2 separate regions of the Sus scrofa genome follow, and region 1 is linked to region 2. A link is a contact called in public Hi-C data. All regions are on one chromosome and are shown on one strand. The core of a region is the stretch at or near the end of the contact, and the rest is flanking DNA. Distances in the headings are between cores, read along the strand shown.

Region 1 (2,700 bases), core at 16-2,515, 180 kb after region 2:
GGAGGTCCTAAGCTTCCCCGGAGAGGAAAGAGGGTGGTCTCTTAGAAGACGAGCTCCCCCAGCTGCGTGTTAGGGCGAAAGGCAGCAGGAACAGAGGCAGGCAGGCCCGGGAGGGCTGTGTACAGGAGGCACTGGGCACCATACGTGTTCTGAATTGTCAGGTGCCTGCTGGGGGGAGGGGCAGATGAGACCCAAGGGGACAGCAGGGACTTGAAGGACATTGGGAGCTGCCAGAGGGCTTTGAGCAAGGGGAGAAGATGACCCTCACCTGTCCTGGGTCCTGCAGAGGTCAGCCTGGCAGCAGTGGGGCAGGGGAGGTAGAAGGAGCGGGACTGGCAGCCAGGAGGCTGGGAGGAGAGCAAAGCTGTGGTTCCCGTAAAAGCACAGCGGCGGCAGTATTAGGTCAGGGTGGCCGCAGGGTCAGGGTGATTAGAAGATAAATTCGGCCAGTTGTGGGGGAGGAGGAAGGAGGAGTTGACTGACCACCGCCAGGCTTGTAGCATCTACACTGGGGATAGCGAGTCCTAGAGGAGGGGGCCAGTGCGGGGTGACGGGGGCGACCTCAGGTCTGCCCAAGCTGAGGACACAGGGAGGTGCCCACGGAGTACGTGTCTGAAAGCTGAGCAGAGAGACCTGGCCAGGCCTGGATTGAGAGCCATCTGCCCCCAGGCCGTTGACCATCGGGGGAAGAGGATGGAGACTGTGACCGGCAGCGAATGGGGAGCGAGGGCCGCGGAGCATTCCAGGTCCCATGAGGAAGGAGGACCCCAAGTCAGAGTGGACTAGTTGGCTGGGGAGCGAATGGCGGGGAGGGGTGGGAGCTGAGGAGGTGAGGGTCTCAGAGAAGGGGCTTCCTGGGCGGGGCCCAGGGCGCTTAGCCTGTCTGCTCCACTTCCAGATTTGGCAGCAAGGAGGAGTACATGTCGTTCATGAACCAGTTCCTGGAGCACGAGTGGACCAACATGCAGCGCTTCCTGCTGGAGATCTCCAACCCGGAGACCATCTCCAACACAGCTGGCTTCGAGGGCTACATCGACCTGGGCCGTGAGCTCTCCAGCCTGCACTCGCTGCTCTGGGAGGCCGTCAGCCAGCTGGAGCAGGTGCCTATCCGCACAGGGCCGAGACAGGGCAGAGGGGGCGCTGGAGGCTGCGCCTCCTCCCACAGCGTAACCACAGAGGTCAGAGGGGTCACCTGTGTGGCGTGGATCAGCAGCCCTGCCCGAGCCCTGTCGGCAGACACCAGGGGATCTTGGGGCCACTTCCTTGGAGGGGGCGCTATGTCCACTCGCCCGGAGAGCCCACTCTGTGTGCTGGGGCTGCAGCTGTGTCTGCACGCACACTGCATCACGTGGGTGGAGTCCACGGGTGAAGGTGTGCTCCCTACCTGTAAGAAATGTGATCGAATTTAGCTGCTTCTCCGAAAATGTCTTTGCTCTGGGTTTTAAGTTCGCTGATATGAAAAAGATAGACTCTGAAGATACTGCACCTCAACATGTCAGGCAGGATATTACAAACCTTTCCAGAACTGCCCTTGACCATCAGCTGAAATGGTTATTTCCTAGACCCCCCGACCTTGCTGCAGCCACCTGGAGGGGAGCCTCTGTGGCCTGGGGCTCCACTACCCCCAGTGGCCCCAGCCCACACCCAACAGGTTCTTGGCAGCAAGGGCTGGGCCTCCCAGGATCCACATCCAGAGCATCTGTTGCTTCCCAGGGCTCTGAGATCATCTTACAAAAGTAGCTACTGCTGAGGCAGGGCTGGAAGGCTCCCTACTCCTGTCCCATCCCTACAGGTGACCACTCAGGGCTCTCTGGTGTTCAGCCTTCTGGATATATCTGTGCATATGTTAAGTACACATAGGCAGAGTTCTTTCCCTTTTTGTTAAAGGGAGAACTGTGCGTGCCATGTGCATTTCTCACTTCTCTGTTGTGGGCGTCTTTCCACCACAGTACATGCTGCATCTTCACTGTGACCTTTCTAATGGCCACAGGCTGTCCAGTCATATGACTGCACCGTTTATGTCTCTGGACACTCAGATCAGTCCCAGCTTTTTCACTACAAACAGATGCTGTTGCAGTCATTTCTGTTCCTTTATGTCTGTTGCCCTTTGGCTGCAAGAGACCCAGGAGGGAGAAATGGAAATGAGGTCAAGTCCCTTTCCTCCACTGCTGCCAGCACTGGTCACTCTGCTGTCACCACTTAGCCCCTGTGCCAGCCACCGTCCTCCATATCTGTGTGGCCAGGCAAGAGGTAGGGAAGACGGTCAGCAGCCGTCACAGCTGACAGCGTTGAAGCAGAATTTAAAATTGAGCTGTTGGCCGCTCACGTCTCTTCTCTTTTGACCATGTGAGTTATTTCTTTTTGCACAAAACCCTAGGTGGAAGCCGGGCGTTAAGCAGGTGAAGGCAGAGTCCCTTTTCCCCGGCCTAGAACCTTTAGCACCACAGTCTGAACCAGGGCAGTGAGGTTCAGATGAGCCCAGTCACTACGCTGTGCCTGACCAGCCATTTGTAATCTGTCTAGTGGTGCCTGCTCCATGCCTGGGCCATCGCCATGGGGACTCAGGTGTTAAGGTGGGTCCAGCCCACCCTGTGGAGTAGGTGACTTGATGGGGCAGTGTCCCAGAAGCCTCTCCAGTGGGAGGTGTAGGTGGGGAACTTCTGGGGTCCCCCGTGGCCTTTCCTCTCTGGGACCAGTGAG
Region 2 (2,700 bases), core at 6-2,505:
CTGCTCAGGCAGACTTTTCTGTTTGCTGCAGGAATCCGAGTTGAAGGGGGGAGGAAGCTGGGCACTGCCTGGTCTTGGGACCTGTGGGTCGGGGGCGCCCGGGATTACCGGGCACAGAACCAAAGGGTCCCCGGAGTGGGGGTCTTGGGCAACCCCTTGAACTTGGACCTTGGCAGGGTGGAGGGGAGGGAGAAGGAGTTTTGGCTTCTGTTTTGCTCTTGGCCGAGAAGGAAAGGAAGGAAGTTTGCAGCCCCCCTGCCTGTCTGCCTCATTCGCTGTCCCCAGGCCCTGCCGGTGCTGTGGGGAATTTAATTAGTGAGATCCTGCAGATAAATATAGATGGACCAGGCAACAGAACGCAGCCTGTAATTAAAGCCAGGCTGAAAGCCCTCCCTGATTTGCAGGGCCCCAGGGGGCTGCCACCGGGGAGCTGCCCCCCTGCCGCAGTCTCCTTGCTAACCCTGGGCAGCTTGTTGGGGGAAAGTTGCTTGGGACAGACCCCCGTTAGACTTTTAAGTCTCCAAGTGGCTCCACCATGGCTGGACTTGGGGGCTCCAGGGGTGCAGAGAACTAAGACCGATTGCTCAGCCTGGCCAGGCTGTGCACCTTTGGCTAGGATGCCCCGGCCCTCTGGCTGCCTCCACCGTGTGTGAGGGAGAGGAGGAGGAGGGCAGAAGGGTGGATGAGGGACTGAGGGGCAACTGGGGGACAGCAGGTTTGAGGGCTCGGTAGGGAGAGGGCCCTGTTGGCCTCAGAGAGGAGGGCTAGCTGAGGTCGGGGCCTTGCCGGGTCCCCAAAATTGTGGGCCAAGAAAACCATTCTTCTCCCTCTGGACCCCTGCACTCCCACCCCCAGCCAGGCCTGGCTGCCAGGCACAGACTCAAGGCCAAACTCCCTCCCTCCTGCCGGCCTCGGCTCTTTCCAGGGAGAGGGGCCCTTTGCCACAGTTTGGAGCTGAACCCCTCAGGGGAGTTTGGCACGGCCCTGCCTGCAGGCCTGGCATCTTTGGGCAGGTGGGTGGCCAGTGGACACACGTTGAGTGACCCCCCCCCATCACGTGCCAGGCTCTGTAGCAGGGTCAGGGGTGCAGGAATAAAGAACTCAAACCCAAGAAACAGTTTGTGTTTGGTGAATGGAGGGAGGCAAGAATGAGAGGGAGGGGGAGAGGGAGACGGAGGCCCTGGCTGTGGAAGAGCTCCCAGCCTCCAATGGGGGACAGACAAATGGTACAGAGGAGGCTGCATTTGGAGTGAAGAGTCCTCAGGGGAGGTGGGGCAGACAGTCTGGGCTTGTGTGACAGACCTGCCTGTCTCTAGATGTGTCCACCTGGAGCTTGGCCCAGGGACACTTGGATGCTACCCACGGAGGGCCCAGATCCTTGCCTGGGGACCAGCCCATAGCCAGGCAAGGCTCCATATCCCTCGGGGCTCCATCTCCCCACCTGGAACCCGGTGGCATCTTGTGAGCCCACAGCCCCAACCTGCTGTCCTCTGGGTTTGCAAGTGACAGCCTAGGGGCTGGGTGAGCCTGGGGCCCTGGAAATGGAGGCTGATGGTGCTCTCACTGAAGGGCCACCCACAGCCAGCTCCCTCTCTTCACCTGTGGCTGGTCTTGACCTGAAGCTGGTCAGGAAGGGAGATGCCTGGGATCTGAGATGAAGAGGCAAAGGGACAAGAAAGGAGCAGGCAGGACTGGAGGGGAGCCCAGGCTGCCCTTGGCAGTGGTCCCAGGTCCAGCCAAGAGATGTCTAGCCTCAGCCTTGGAGTGCCAAAGCTGAAGGGGTCATTCTGCCAGGGCAGTAAGGGCAAACTGTGGCCTCAGAGTCACTTCCTTTCTGAGCACAGGTCCTACCTTTATTTATCTAACAAATACTATTTTCACATCCCAGACTAAGTTTGGGGGTTGGAGAGACAAGTCAGACCTTGTCTCTGCCTTTGTGACATTCCCAGGCTGGTCTGGGAGTGAGGTAAGCCCTCTGATGGGGAAGGCCAAGGCCCTGTGGAACCTCTAATGCCAGGTATGGAACCCAGGAAGGCTTCCTGGAGGAGGCGACTACTCCACTGAAGAAGCAGATTGCTCTCTCTTATGTGAAATGATTTCTTCACTTGGCTTCCAGGATAGGCCGCTCTTCTGATTTTTTCCCATCTATTTCTCATTCTCTTTTTTCTGGTTCTTTCTCTTGGACCCCTCCCTCTCCCTGTTACCCACAAGGTCCCTTCACTAAGGTTGGCCTCTTGTGCCTCCCTCCATGATCCGACGCTTCTGCCCTCACCCTCTCACTCTGTAGGCTCCAGCCATACTCATCTGATCTTCCTCACACTCACCAAACTAGTTATCACCCCAGGGCCTTTGCACATGCTGTTCCCTTTGCCTGGAATGCTCTTCCTCTTGCTCTTCACTGAGCTAATTCCTTCTCCTCCTCCTCTCAGGCGCCACAGAAAGCCACTCCCTCAGAGGAGCCTACTTTAGATCATGCTCCCCCAGGCCATCAAATTAGATTCCCCCTCTCCTAGTCTCTCTTTTCCTTTTATAGGACCTGTTGCTGGTTGCGCCACTCGAGGTCATCTGTGCATGTGTTTAACCTCCGCACCCCGCACTGTTCTCTAAGCTCCCTGGCAGCTGTTATCCCCAGGGCGTAGCTCTCTGCCTGGCCTGTAGTAAGTGTCCAAGAAATCCTTGCGAATCGTGAAGTGAACAATT

What was found. Hi-C and Micro-C count contacts between places; a contact is called where the count stands out from the background.
Region 1: a Hi-C map of skeletal muscle shows a contact between it and region 2, with 6 times the contacts expected there. The contact joins two enhancer-like sites. A contact is called at or near these places in 3 of 47 Hi-C or Micro-C datasets (embryonic fibroblasts, epiblast stem cells and skeletal muscle) and 1 of 2 datasets of contacts at active chromatin or transcription factors (skeletal muscle).

Annotation. Positions count from the first base shown.
Region 1 is chr1:261,842,011-261,844,710 of Sscrofa11.1, forward strand. It overlaps DAB2IP (disabled homolog 2-interacting protein), which reads left to right. Exons shown (of 18, transcript XM_003353636.5): 11 at 899-1,100. Among named protein-coding and RNA genes, the nearest start is that of DAB2IP, 110 kb to the left of the region's middle. Within about 2 kb of position 1,266, at least 1 of the 83 cell types and tissues checked has an H3K27ac peak or open chromatin away from gene starts, as enhancers often do. A contact at or near this core is called in skeletal muscle, where this site is marked.
Region 2 is chr1:261,659,971-261,662,670 of Sscrofa11.1, forward strand. LOC110256217 (a long non-coding RNA gene) reads left to right here. Exons shown (of 3, transcript XR_002337474.1): 2 at 2,534-2,700. Among named protein-coding and RNA genes, the nearest start is that of DAB2IP, 71 kb to the right of the region's middle. Within about 2 kb of position 1,256, at least 6 of the 83 cell types and tissues checked have an H3K27ac peak or open chromatin away from gene starts, as enhancers often do. A contact at or near this core is called in skeletal muscle, where this site is marked.